2 separate regions of the Macaca mulatta genome follow, and region 2 is linked to region 1. Evidence: chromatin contacts called from public Hi-C data. All regions are on one chromosome and are shown on one strand. The core of a region is the stretch at or near the end of the contact, and the rest is flanking DNA. Distances in the headings are between cores, read along the strand shown. Region 1 holds the start of WNT11 (Wnt family member 11). Region 2 holds the start of EMSY (EMSY transcriptional repressor, BRCA2 interacting).

Region 1 (6,220 bases), core at 540-3,039:
CTCCTCGGCCTCCAGGGATTACAGGTGTGAACCACCACGCCCAGCCGGGAAAGCAGTTTTTCAAAGGCTCTGGTGTAGTGGAGAGAGCTCCATGTGAGATCAGACAGATCCAGTTGTAGAGGCTGGGTCCTCCTCACCTAGATTCTTCAGCCCCTAGCATGGGCTCTGGCACCAGAGTCAGTTGAATAAATGAATAACCCCAATTCCAACAATTACAGAATACGTGCCCTTGGGCAAGTCACTCCACTTCTGTGGCCTCAAGCTTCCTTATCTGTGAAATGGGGATAACTGTAAAACACCCTTAACCTGGATGTTGATGTTGAGAGATTCAGTAAGAAAATATGTAAAATGCCTTATATTGTGCTTGGCACATGGTAAGACGCTTAATATCTAAAGATATTTTTACCTCCCTTTGGGTTCATTCCTCCTCACGTGCAACTTAAAAGCACTTCAGAAACCGCAAAGCTATTGGCCCACTCTGTGAGTCCTTCTCAAGTATTCAGACAGGAATGTACATAAAATGGAGGCCTTGCTGGGACAGGCTGAAGTAATGTCATTTTCAGAAGCAGTGAAAAGCAGCAGAGCCAGAAGTTATTTGGGGGTTAGTGACTCAGGAACACATGAATGTCGGGAACTGCCCTTTGCTTTATAAATTGTTTCCACACAATTTCAGATATTTCCTGGAAAACAAATGTGAATATAAATATAATGTAAATGGGTAAACGAAAATGTATAAGGGGGAAAGCAAGGCAGGCAGTGGGAGATCACTGACACCTTAATTTCAATCCCAGTTTTGCCATGTGAAGCTGTGTGACCTTGAGTAACACACTTAACCTCTCTGACCCCTTTGCTTACCAGTAAATGGGGGCATTTCTTACCTTGAGAGGTTATTGAGAGAGTTCAGTAAGAGATGGCGTGTGAAATCATTGCTGATTATTTGTGTTAATTCTTCGAAGGCAAGCGCTGCTCCATACCCTGAGCATAGGGAAAGGGCCAACTTAGCTCCTGATCCCGCAGAGGTTCCAGTCTGAGTCGCTGGAATGGGAAGAGAACAGCGGACCCCAGGAGGTTGGGGTTGACCCTGAGCGGAGAGGAAGGACGAAAGGTAATCTGTAGGTGAGTGTTTCGGGGCAATGTTCGTTAATGCAAAAAATAAGAACAACCTGCAGAGCCAGGCACATTGTTTGCCCTCTGCGCCAGATCCTCGCGCGCACTCGCGCTGCCACATTAGCACTCAGTGCTCCAGGCTCCGTGCTCCCTCCGCCGCGCGGCCAAGCGGTCTCCATTTTGGGGGAGCTGCGGAAAGCCTCGGTCTTTAAGTCGCTGCCCCGCCCCTGCAGGGTTGAGGCCGCCTTGGCCTCGTTCACATCGTCCCTTCTGTGTCGCCCTCGTCCGCGGCCTGCGCACCCTCCGCTCCGGCCCTGGACTGACACATCGCTTTTGGGGTCGATGCACTGTGTCCAGCATTCGGCCTGAACTGATTAGGCACTTGCTGTATGCCGAGCCTGAGGCAGCCCCTGCCCGGGCGCTGGAGGCGGGAAGCATAGATCTGGGATTCCAAGGCGGGGGTGTGTCCCGCCGGTGATTGAGGGTTCGCGGGGACAGGAGTTGAGGGGCAGGGAGGAAAGGGTTTCCGGGTAGAATGGGGGCGCGGTACGTTCTTAGGAGCAAAGTCGGGGGACACTAGCAGGCCTGAATCCCTGCTTGTTCAAGGGGATCGCGTGGATTTCTGTGCATAGAAACCACGCCCCACCCGACTAGTTCTCGCATGCGCTGCCCCACGCTCTTGCCACTGCCTTCGACTCTAGTAAATTGAAAGCGAAGAGCTTGAGCAGCTGGCTCGTTGGTCTAGGGGTATGATTCTCGGTTTGGGTCCGAGAGGTCCCGGGTTCAAATCCCGGACGAGCCCCTCTTTTCTTAACTTCTTTTATCTGCTTGGCACACGTAACTTGGCGTTCTACAGTCCTAATGAACGCGAAATGGGACCTGGCACAATTCGAAGAGGTCGCATCGACGATTGAAAACGAGGGAGCGGTTTTGCCCACTGGTTGCTATCTAAAGAATTCTTCCAGTTCGGTAAGTGCTGTTATTTAGGGTACTGAGATGAGGGAAAAGGAAGGGAAAGAAAATAAGGGCTCGTCCGGGATTTGAACCCGGGACCTCTCGCACCCTAAGCGAGAATCATACCCCTAGACCAACGAGCCACCGTTCGTAAAGCATTTTGTTTCACTTTGTAAGTAGAATAGGAGGCGCCCTAGAGCCTGCGCATTTGCGTCCCAGCGGAACAGGACCCACGCAATGGCCTGTGCACTTTGGTCTCGCCTCCGGTATCCGATCCTGTATCCGCACAGTGGGACCCCGAGACTCGCTCTGTCGCCCGCGAGCCCTGGATCTGGACGCAGGGAGAACGCAGCCAGTCCGCGCTGCAGCGGGGAAACGTGCCTTTCTGCAGACACAGGGACCACGAGTTTACACTGGACCTGGGAGCTGGGGCGGGAACGCGGAGAACTGCAGACCGGGAGCTGGGGGCGGTGGACTGGGATCCCGGGCAGGAGAATTCTCCCTGAATCATGTGTGGAGTTCCCTAACGCGCCTGCGTTCCAAACATCACCTCACCATCATCATCGTCATTATGATTGCGCAGCTTGGGTAATCCTGGGTTCCTGGATGTCTAGCTTTGTGGGAGGGTAACTAACATTGCGAGGCTTTGGCCTGACTTTTCAGTCAGGGCTGGGTCAGATGTGCAATTTCTTGGTTTAGCTACCTAATCCCGGGCTGAACCCACCGACTCGGGTTCACCGAATGGGCCTCCCAACATGTGGGGCGCCAGGCACGGTTTCCCGTGCTTGGCCTCTGCGTCCACGGTCCATGGGTTCTAGGCTCCCGGAGAAGCCTCTGTGGGAAACAGGGGTGCCAGACCCACTCCGAGAAACAGGTTCCATGGAGCCCTTCCACCTTGTGGCTCAGTGTCCTTGGGACATGTAGCCAATGTGTTTGGCATGCCTCCCTGGTGAAAAAGGGGTCACAAGGTCTGCCTTCTTGCCTGCCAGAGAGAACTGGGAGCTCCCCACCACCGCCCCCTGTCTCCCGTAGGAGAGCGGAAGGTAGTGGCTGTGCTGGCCTCCATCACAATGCTAGCAGCGGTGCAGATCCAGCGGTGCAGATCAGTCCAGCCAATTTCCGTTGTGCTCTCTGTCGCTCTCTCTCTCGCTCTGGCTCTCTCTTCCTCCCCACCCCTTTCCACCCCACACACACCCTGACTTCAAGATGAGGAAACTGAGACTGTGAAGCCCTGGAGGGACTTTTGCCCAGTGGCCCTTTTCCAAATTCCTTTCAGCTGTGTCCTGCGCCTTCAGGAGCTGGCTGGAGCCTCACGTTTCCTTATTCCCAGGTCTGAGGATGTGTGGGCAGGAAGAAATACCTTCAGTCGGTCGCTGGAAGCGTTTGTAAAGCTTCTTTCACTCCACAACACACTTCCACTGGCGCCTGCTCTGCCCCACCCGCGGGCTGGGGCCTGGGGACACTGATGAGTCAAGCCTGCCTCCTGAACCCCCTGCCCAGTGGTGGCCACACTGGCTGCACCCTCTGCCTAGCCCAGGGCTGTGGGCTGGTCTGCAAGGAGCTCAGTCTGGGCCCTGGCGGACTGTGGTTACTGCTAAACAAGGCTGTGGCCTGGACACACACCCAGGACCTTACATCCTCTGCCTAGGCCTTCTGTGCCTCCAGACAGGCCTTCCCCAGGGACAGTCCCACAGCCACAGTGTCTTCAAACTCTGCGGTGGCTCCCCAGGCCCTGGGAGCAATGGCTGAACTCTTTACCTGCCACCTGGACTCTCTGAGGCCTGACCCCTCCCCACTCACCTCTCCTCAGGCCCTCCTCACTCCATGAACACTCCAGTCATGGCTCCATTGGAAGCTGCTCATTCCAGCTGGGGCTGCCCCCAGCTTCCTGCACATTCCAGGCCTTGCAGTTTCTGCACCACCACCTCCGCCTCCAGGCAGACACCCCTCCAAGTGCCCCCAACCCCTGCACTCCCTCTCGCTTGGATGCCTGACCCCTGCACACATCTGTGTCTCCACCCACAAGAGTGTGAGGGAGGGTTCTCTGAGGAGTGGCCATGTCAGCACAGGGCCCGATGCAGATGACCTGTAAAGCGTTTGTTGAATGAGTGGTATTTTGTCTTTCTGTAAAAGCCGAAGCCAAAAAAAGACACCATCACAGCTCAAAGCCTGGTGTGAGTCAGAGGTTCAAGGCTTGCTTGCTCCCTCCATTGGCACAAAATGCCTGTCAGCCAAGAAACTTCTTAGGGAAGTGGTGGGATTCTCTGGTCCCTCTGCCAGCGCTGGGACCCTTGGAGATGACCTCACTGGACAGGGGAGTGGCAGGGCAGGAAGGGCTCTGATAAGTGAGAAGTTGACTTTCCAACCGGAAGGGCTCTGGCTAAGAGGCCTGCGTGAAGCAAGTAGGCTCAAGAATGTCAGGGAGGCGAGGCACAGGGTGGCTCACGCCTGTAATCCCAGCACTTTGGGAGGCCAAGGTGGGCAGATCACTTGAGGTCAGGAGTTCAAGACCAGCCTGGCCAATATGGCAAAACCCCATCTCTACTAAAACTACAAAATTAGCCAGGTGTGATGGCATGCCTGTAATCCCAGCTACTTGGGAGGCTGAAGCATGAGAATCACTTGAACCCGGGAGGCAGAGATCACGCCACTGCACTCCAGCCAGCCTGGGTGACAGAGTGAGACCCTGCCTCAAAAAAAAAAAAAAAAAGAAAAAGAAAAAGAAAAAAAAAAGAATGTCAGGTCACAGAGGCCAGAGTATGCAGGACCACCCTAGGGGAGCAGGGGGGCTGCATGTGCCTCTCCCCAGAGTTTACTGAAAGGAAACCGGTGTGTGTGTTGGGGGAGGGGGCTTGGGGTCAAGGAGAGGGGGCGGGCTGTCTGCCTGCTGAGCCAGGAGTTGGGATATTGGCACCATCAGCCCTGAAGACCACTCCTCCAGGCATCTCTGGGCTGCTGAGGGATCCCTGAGTAGATGGTGTGATCTAAATATTTAGGCCCCCTCGCTCTTCTCTTTCTACTCTGGGAGGACCCAAGCCTCCACAGATGCAGGGCTATGATGGGTACCATGTGCTTGACAGCGCTGGAGAAGAGGCCTGGACCTGGCCAAGCAGGGGACCTTGGAGCAGAGGGGAAGGGGCAGGGAGACAGGGAGGAGGGGAGAGGGTGCTCTTCCTCCACACACACCCTTATTTATACTGTTCTTCCTGCAGGCAGCCCCGCATGGGGGCAAGGGGTGACACACAGAGAGAGAAGGGTCCACGGATTCCCAAGGTGCCCCGGATCCAGGGTGCTGAGATGCAAAGAGGAGAGGGTGAGTGGGGTGGAATGGAAGGAGGGAAAGAGCTGGAGCTAAGGTGAGGGCAGGGTGGGGCCAGGGGAGAATGAAAACCCAGCCTGTTGGTGGTTTCTTCTTTTTTTTTTTTAAGAGCCACAAGCTGAGATCAAAGGTGATATTTTTACAGCAACTGAAATAGAAAACCACTGGGCACACAGTGGGAGGTGAGCAGCCGGCACACAGGCCCCTCTCTGCAGCCTGTGGCCACAGCAAGCACGCCGCCCTCTGCCATGGGGTGTGGGGGACAGTGTGGTGGGGATCTTCCCAATTCAGGTTCAAAGAAGATGTGAAGGGGATGAGCCACAACCCTTGGTGCTGAGAGAGGAGAGAGAGAGCCATGAAGGATCACTAGTCCAACATCCTTTCTGTTCTGTGCACCCACTCACCTGCTCACTCACCGAATCATGTGTGGAACTAGCTGGCCTCCGCATACCAGGAGCCATACTCAGGCCCACCAGAGCAGTGGTTCTCTGAGTGTGGGCCCCACACCAGCAGCGTCAGCATGACCTGGAACATGCTAGAAATGCACATTCTCAGGCCCCAACCCAGACGTACTGCTCCAGAAACTCTGGGGTGGGCCCAGCCCTCAGGGTTTTAACAAACTCTCCAGATGACTCTGCACACTCAGTTGGAGAATCACTGTGCTGCATGACTTCAGTTTCCACATTGCTGCTTTGGGGAAAATAACACGTGTCTCACAAGGTTGAGCCCAGTATTAGCTAACACATGTGCTAGATGCGCCACCTGTGCCAGATATCCTTCTAATCCCTTTATAACACACCTAACTCCTCACCGACTCTGAGATAGGAACTAATATTATCT
Region 2 (6,956 bases), core at 252-2,751, 210 kb before region 1:
TTTACACATCTATAAAACAGAGGTAATACCACCCAGTTTGTTATGCGTATTAAAGAACACTATATGTAAAGTTCTTTCATAGTGGCTGGCATTTAATTTAATAAATAGGTGGTACTACCAACCTTGGGCAAGTTGACTCCTGTCAGCTTCCTCACTTATGAATTACATGAGATAAAATTTGTGAAGCTCCTAGCAAGTTAAAGAAACGTACTAAATAACTATCTCCTCAAGTCTTAACAATGGAATATGAATCTTGATCCTGTAGTTATTGAAAACCATTTACCAAAAGTTTAGCTGCCAGGAACTTACTTAGAACTGGGAATTTTCTAGTGTAAAACACAAAACTACACGGCGCTGGGGACTCGCGCAATACCTGCTTAGCACAGAGTACAGCCGCTGTAAAGTATTTGTTAAATGGGTAAGTGAATGGTTGACGCGACTGAGTAAAACGAATGAATGAATGAGCCCACTGTCTAGCCTAGAAGTTAGACACAGAACCGAAATAACTGCTATATCCCGTCCCAGGCGCTGGGGCTGCTAACTCCAACTCTGTGTCCCGAGGTGAGCCCCCCTCCCCCTACTTCCCATAGTCCTCTCAGCTCAGAACCAACCCAAGGCAAGGAGAACTGGACTGCGCGCCCCAGCCGGCAGTATGACATAAAGAAAAGGGGTGGGGAGGAGGAAGAAGGGGCAGAGCCAAAGGAATCCGCTCCCTCCACAAGCCAGTCCCCGCCTCCCGACAGGATCTTGGAGGCGGTCGGAGGCTGCTAGAACCGAGCACCACGTCACGGCATCCCGGCGCGTCCCAGCCAGGGGACCCCACAGCGGGGACGCAACGCATCGGAAACCCGGGCAGTAGTTGCCGAAGCCCGCTCGGGGAATCGGGATCTTGTAGGATCCTTCCCCACTCAAGTGTCAAGGAGGCAAGCCCGCCCCGCCCCCTCTCCAAACACGCACTCCCTCGCAGCACCACAACAAGAGCAGCCCGCCCAGGCTCCTCACCCGGGCCTCTCGGCGCCGGTTCCAATGTCAAGCCCACGACCCAAGCCCCTCGGGGCCAGTAGCTGTTGTCAGGGGTCCCGGCTGGCACCCACGCCTCACTCCCTCCCCAGCGGAGAGGACAACGGAGAGAGAGTAAGCCAGCGGACAGCCAGCCAGACGACCTGGACTCACCGGGAGTCTCCCAGAGCTAGACCCCCGGAGTCCCAGCACCAGGCCTGCCAGAGTCCCCCTGAGTCCACCTCGGGGAGCCCCACGATCCCGTTAGGAAACAACGGAGGATGGGGCTGGGAGCCCCAAGCCGGGCTCCGAATGGTTGGCCCGGCGCTCCTCTACCCTGGCTGGTCTGCCAGCTCTTTCCAGGACCCTGCCAGAGAGTCACCCACCTGCCCGGCCTTTCGGGGCTCATCTAAAAGGCTCCTCCGCCAAGACTAGGGGACACCAGGAATTGGGTTTGTTTGCGGTGCCTCTGAAGGGGCAAGATGGCGACAGATAACAGGGCGCAGGCGCAGCCGCGCGCGGCCAGTCGGGAGGTGTAGTTCGCCTTTCCCGCCTTTCGGAGGACAAACACCAAAAGCCTTCCATTCATCTTGTCCTTTTTTTCCTCCGCGTTATGAAAGAAAAGGACAGACATCGCGGAGGGTGCTGGGAGTTGTGGTCGGAATACAAACTCCAACCTCTTTCGCTTCGGGTTTGCTGTCGTACGCGCAAGGAAGGCCGGGATTGTAGTTCTCTTGGCTTCTGCTACATACCCTCCTGTCTCTGGCTTCGCGCGCCTCTCCTGGGCTGCCTTCTCCCAGCCAATCGGCTGCCCTCTCTGCTACGTGTGGCGTCACACGTAGCGGCCAAGATGGCGCTAGCGGGTGTAGCAGGGGTTTTGCTGCGACCTTTACTGTAGCGAGGTTAGGGATGATGGGAGAGCAGCTTTGTTCCTGAAGTGCCGTCGAGGATTAGGATCGAGTTTCTTCGATAGTGAGGGCAATTATTAGCGGCCTCTAGCCCCCCAGACGGCATCTTGAGGAGAGAGAATCCACGCTACGAGAACTAACATAGTGGACATCGCAGTTGTCCGTAGCCGATTTGCGGGTTACGGAGTTGCAAGTAGAGAAGAGGAAATCCGAACGTTCTCGAGTTCGGTTTCTTCCACGTATGAAATGGGAATGGTAGTGATATCCCGTGCTATCTCTGTCAAGGGCAAGAAGGAGAAGGAATTTATTTGAGGCCCTACGACGTGGTAGGTTCACCCTCTACCTTTGTTCTTATTTTATTTGTGGAAAAGGTCTTGTTCCTATTTTACAGGTGAGAAAGGGGGCCCAACATAGAGTTATTTGCGGCCATAAAACCGAAGCCAGTTGCCTGATAGTGAAGATTCAATGAAATCTTGTGATTGACTTCCCTCTTTAAATTTTTTACTTTGGGTAACATCGGATCCGGTAGAAACTCTTCAGAAAGAGTTTTTAATATGCATTCTACAATTTCCAGACATAGTTTCCTTCTTGAAAAATTGGGTTAATACTACCCTATAGGGATCTTGTGAAGCACCACATAAACGTTGTAAGTTGTGAACCACTATACAAACGTATGAGACTCTTCATGTTCTTGAGTGGAACTGTAGGTTAGGAAGAGAAGGTAAATAACAGCATTTAAGTTTTCTACTACTATTTGCCCATTAGCTAAAAATACTCTCCGAAGTCTAGGAAAATCACTGTTGTTGAAACCCAACCTACACCTTCAGAAAATCGTAAAGTGGAACATATTAATCACCAGGCCCTTCCTCCACTGTCTCCCTGATCTTCCTATGCATCCAGCTGCTTAAGAACTCTTGGAAAGATAGTAAGTGAAATCTTCATAGAGGATTTTTGCACTTTCATTTGAGCCTCGCAACATTTCAGTGCGACATGTACGATTAAGGTGTTTCATACTATGAATGAGAAAAACAGATGTTCCAAGAACTCCCTGGATTTCACAGAGCTAGGAATTGGAAGGGAGCTAGGCTTTGTAATACCAGGTCTTCTGATCTCCAGGTGTCCTTTCCTCTACAATGAATGTCTACTCCTCTACAGTGGAGTAGAAATTGAAAGACAAGGGGCTTAAAAAACTGACCCTGACTTTAAGAAGTAGCATATGAGTGATGAATTGTTATAGTCAATCCTTGTGTTTACTAAGTGCCACATACTGGTCTAAGCATTTTACATATTAATTCAGTCCTTAGAACAACTTTACAAGGTGGAAACTTTTATTATCTCTAATTACAAAGGAGGCAACTAAGGCCTAGGAAAGAAGTAAAATAGCTTACCTAAAGTCACACATAAGTAAATGGTGGCTCACACCTGTAATCCCAGCACTTTGGGAGGCCGAGGCGAGTGGATTACTTGAGGTCAGGAGTTCAAGATCAGCCTGGCCAACATGGTGAAAGCCCACCTCTACTAAAAATACAAAAATTAGCTGGGCATGGTGGCATGTGCCTGTAATCCTAGCTACTCGGGAGACTGAGACAGGAGAATTGTTTGAACCAGGGAGGTGGAGGTTGCAGTGAGCCAAGATCACTCTACTGCATTCCAGCCTGGGCAACAGAGCAAGACTCTGTCTTAAAAAAGAAAAAAAAAGGTAAAGCTGGGATTTAAACTTGATTAGGTTGGCTCTAGAGCCTATGCTCTAGACCAGTGGTTCTAAACTTTAATGTTCAAAAGGAACCACTTGAGGATCTTGTTAAAATGCAAATGTTGGTAGTATAGATAATAGGTAAGGCCTGGATCCTATAGTCCTAACAGGCCCCCAGGTGATGTTGATGGGGCTGGTCATTACATACTACAGTTCACATCTTCCCTTTTCTCCTAACCATATTTGTTTTGCAGCCAGAAACTACCTTTCCCGTGCTGTCTGTGACTGCTTTCTAGTCCCAAATGTTCCCAACATGCTCTTCCCTAAGGATTAGACTCGAACTTTTTCCTCAAGCTTATCCCGCCCCTGTCTTTCCCTCTAGGATAAGACAGACATCCCTGCTCCCCCACTGCTTACTGTACACCTTGTTACAGAGCTCAGAACACTGAATTATGGCCATTTATTTGAAAATCTTCCTGGCTGGGAGCAGTGGCTCATGCCTGTATTCCCAGTAGTTTGGGAGGCCGAGGTGGGTGGATCACTTGAGGTCAGGAGTTCAAGACCAGCTTGGCCAACATGGAGAAATCCCATCTATACTAAAAATAGAAAAAGTAGCCAGGCATGGTGGCATGCATCTGTAGTCCTAGCTACTCGGGAGGCTGAGGCAGGAAAATCACTTGAACCTAGGAGGTGGAGGTTGCAGTGAGCCAAGATTGTGCCACTGCACTCTAGCCTGGGTGACAGAGCAAGACCCTGTCTCAAAAAAAAAAAAAGAAAAAGAAAATCTTCCTGACTGGACAACGAGCTCTTTGAGGAGAGGGACCAATCAGATCTGTGTACTATAGAGTCTAGCATATAATAAGAATAATAGCTAATATTTATATAGAGCCTTCTGTATTCCAGATCATGTTATACACATTAACTTGTTTAATCCCTGATAAAACCTTACAGATACAGTTTTATCCCCATTTTATGAATGAAGAAACTAAGGCATAGAGAGGTTAAATAGCTGGCCCAAGGTAACAAGCTTGTAAGTAACAGAGCCATGATTTTAAATAAAAGGCACTTTCACTCCAGGAAATGTGTGGTAAATAAAATGAGAGCCACTCTACACTCAACCAAAGAAGAAAAACTAAGACTTACTATCCTATTAGACATGAGTATAACTACCTGTAGTCTGGCAAAATACATAGAAATCTGTTCCCCTGGCCAGGTGCAGTGCTTCACGCCTGTAATCCCAACACTTTGGGAGGCTGAGGTGGGCGGATCACCTGAGATCGAGAGTTCGAGACCAGCCTGACCAACATGGAGAAACCCCATCTCTACTAAAAGTGCAAAATTAGCTGGGTGTGGTGGCACATGCCTGTAATCCCAGCTACTTGGGAGGCTGAGGCAGGAGAATAGCTTGAACCCAGGAGGTGGAGGTTGTGGTGAGCTGAGATCATGCCATTGCACAACCTGGGCAACAAGAGCAAAACTCCATCTCAAAAAAATAAATAAAAATTAAAAAAAAAAAAATCTGTTCCCCTTTGCTGGATTTACTTTCTTTCCTTTCTATCCTGGACCCCATTTTTATTTATTTCAAATTCAGTCTCAATCAGTACTTTCAAGTTTATTCAACCATCTCTGTCCTTCCGTCGACCCTGAAATAGTTCTCAACCTGTGATCAGTTTCCTATCTTTCCCCAAGTTTGATATAGCTGTTAGTCAACTCTTAGTGCATAAGAAGTATTATCCCAAACTTTAGTGACTTAAAACAAGAATAATTTTTTAAAGTTTTATACGTTTTTGCCGTTTGTATTGAAATCAAGAGTGGCTTAGCTGGGTGGTTCTGGCGTGGGTCTTCCAAGCAGTTGCAGCTATCTGACGGCTGACTGGGGCTGGAGGATCAGCTTCCAAGGTACCTCACATTGGTTGGAAAGTTAGCAAGGAAAGAGGCCTCAGTTTCTCACTATAGACCTCCCTATAAGGCTGCTTGAGCATCTTTGGGATATAATAACTGGCTTGCCCCAGAGCAAGTGATCCAAAAGAGTGTTACAGAAGCTGTAATGTTGCAATATGTATGCAGAGAGATTTAGATATAAAATCAGATTTTATATATTTGTATAAATGTGTATGAAACTCACATACTATGAAGGTGAATTTGTACAGCAGTAAAGCTAGAACAACTGGTGGGAATAAGTTGAAGTAATACTATGTAGCATTTATTACAGACTCATTATGAGAAGAACACCTTGCTTATCTTATTTAAACCTTATAGCATTCCTATGACTTAGTAATCATTGTTCCATTTTACAGTTGAGGAAACCAAGCCCTAGAGAAAAATCATTTGTCCAAATACAAATATCACCAGAAGACTCTTCCCCCGAACACACAGGTGTTAAGGAGGTCTGGTTATCTATGATTCCATAACCATTGCTGTGGCCTAAATTATCTGTTTTGCTCATGAATCTCCAATTTGGGTGGGACTTAGTGGGGACAGTTAATCTCTGTTCCTCTTGACATCAGCAAGGGAAATTTGAAGACTGAGGTCTGGGATCATATGAGGGCTCATTCATTCATAAGACCAGCAGTTGACATTGGCTGTTGTCTGGAATCAGTCACAGGCCCACCCAGGTTCAAGGAAAGGGGAAATAGATTTTATCTCTTGATAGAAGCATAGTAGCATCCTGGAACACCTATTACCATGCTCATTTTTAGAAATATCAACTGCCATAGTCTATCTTCTGTCCACAACAGTTCATATCCCTCCCACTTGCAAATGCACTCATTCCTACCACCCAAAGTCTTTCCATTTTGGCAACATGCTTAGGCTTGAGATCCAGGATCTTGTCACCTAAATCAAGTCCAGATATGGGTTAGGTTTCTTAGGTGCAGTTGCTTTCAATGTAAAGACTCAGGAACTAAAGAGACAAGTTATCTTTTCCCCATGCATCCAACGTACAATGGTGGGACAGGTATGGAAAAACCACTGTAGACCTTAATCAGAAAGGGGGAATAAAGGAGGCATGCCAGGACCACTGGTTCATAACAGTTCTGATGCTAGTTCCTTGATCAGGAATGATCTCTAGGAATGATTCTCCACAGCTCTTGACTCTACCCTCAAGCCTCTAGGTTCTGCTCTCAGAGGCGTTCTTTATTTTCCATAGAATATAGCCAGTGTTTGAGACCAAGTAATTATTTATTTATTGAGACAGAGTCTCACTCTGTTGCCCAGGCTGGAGTGCAGTGGCACGATCTCGGCTCACTGCAACCTCCGCCTTCCGGGTTCAAGCGATTCTGCTGCCTCAGCCTCCCGAGTACTTGGGACTACAGGTGTGCACCACCATGCTCGGCTAATTGTTGTATTTTTAGTAG

Evidence for each region. A called contact is a pair of places that touch in the nucleus more often than the background predicts.
Region 2: a Hi-C map of fetal cortex germinal zone shows a contact between it and region 1, with 1.9 times the contacts expected there. The contact joins the promoter of EMSY here to the promoter of WNT11 in region 1. A contact is called at or near these places in 2 of 14 Hi-C or Micro-C datasets (fetal cortex germinal zone and fetal cortical plate).

What each region holds. Positions count from the first base shown.
Region 1 is chr14:76,640,656-76,646,875 of T2T-MMU8v2.0, reverse strand. It overlaps WNT11 (Wnt family member 11), which reads left to right and starts at 1,789. Exons shown (of 10, transcript XM_001086955.5): 1 at 1,789-2,076. TRNAP-AGG (transfer RNA proline (anticodon AGG)) reads right to left here and starts at 2,204; the gene lies at 2,133-2,204. TRNAP-UGG (transfer RNA proline (anticodon UGG)) reads left to right here and starts at 1,838; the gene lies at 1,838-1,909.
Region 2 is chr14:76,849,185-76,856,140 of T2T-MMU8v2.0, reverse strand. It overlaps EMSY (EMSY transcriptional repressor, BRCA2 interacting), which reads right to left and starts at 1,501. Exons shown (of 21, transcript XM_015115232.3): 1 at 1,386-1,501. It overlaps LOC106993391 (a long non-coding RNA gene), which reads left to right and starts at 1,834. Exons shown (of 4, transcript XR_013404179.1): 1 at 1,834-2,233.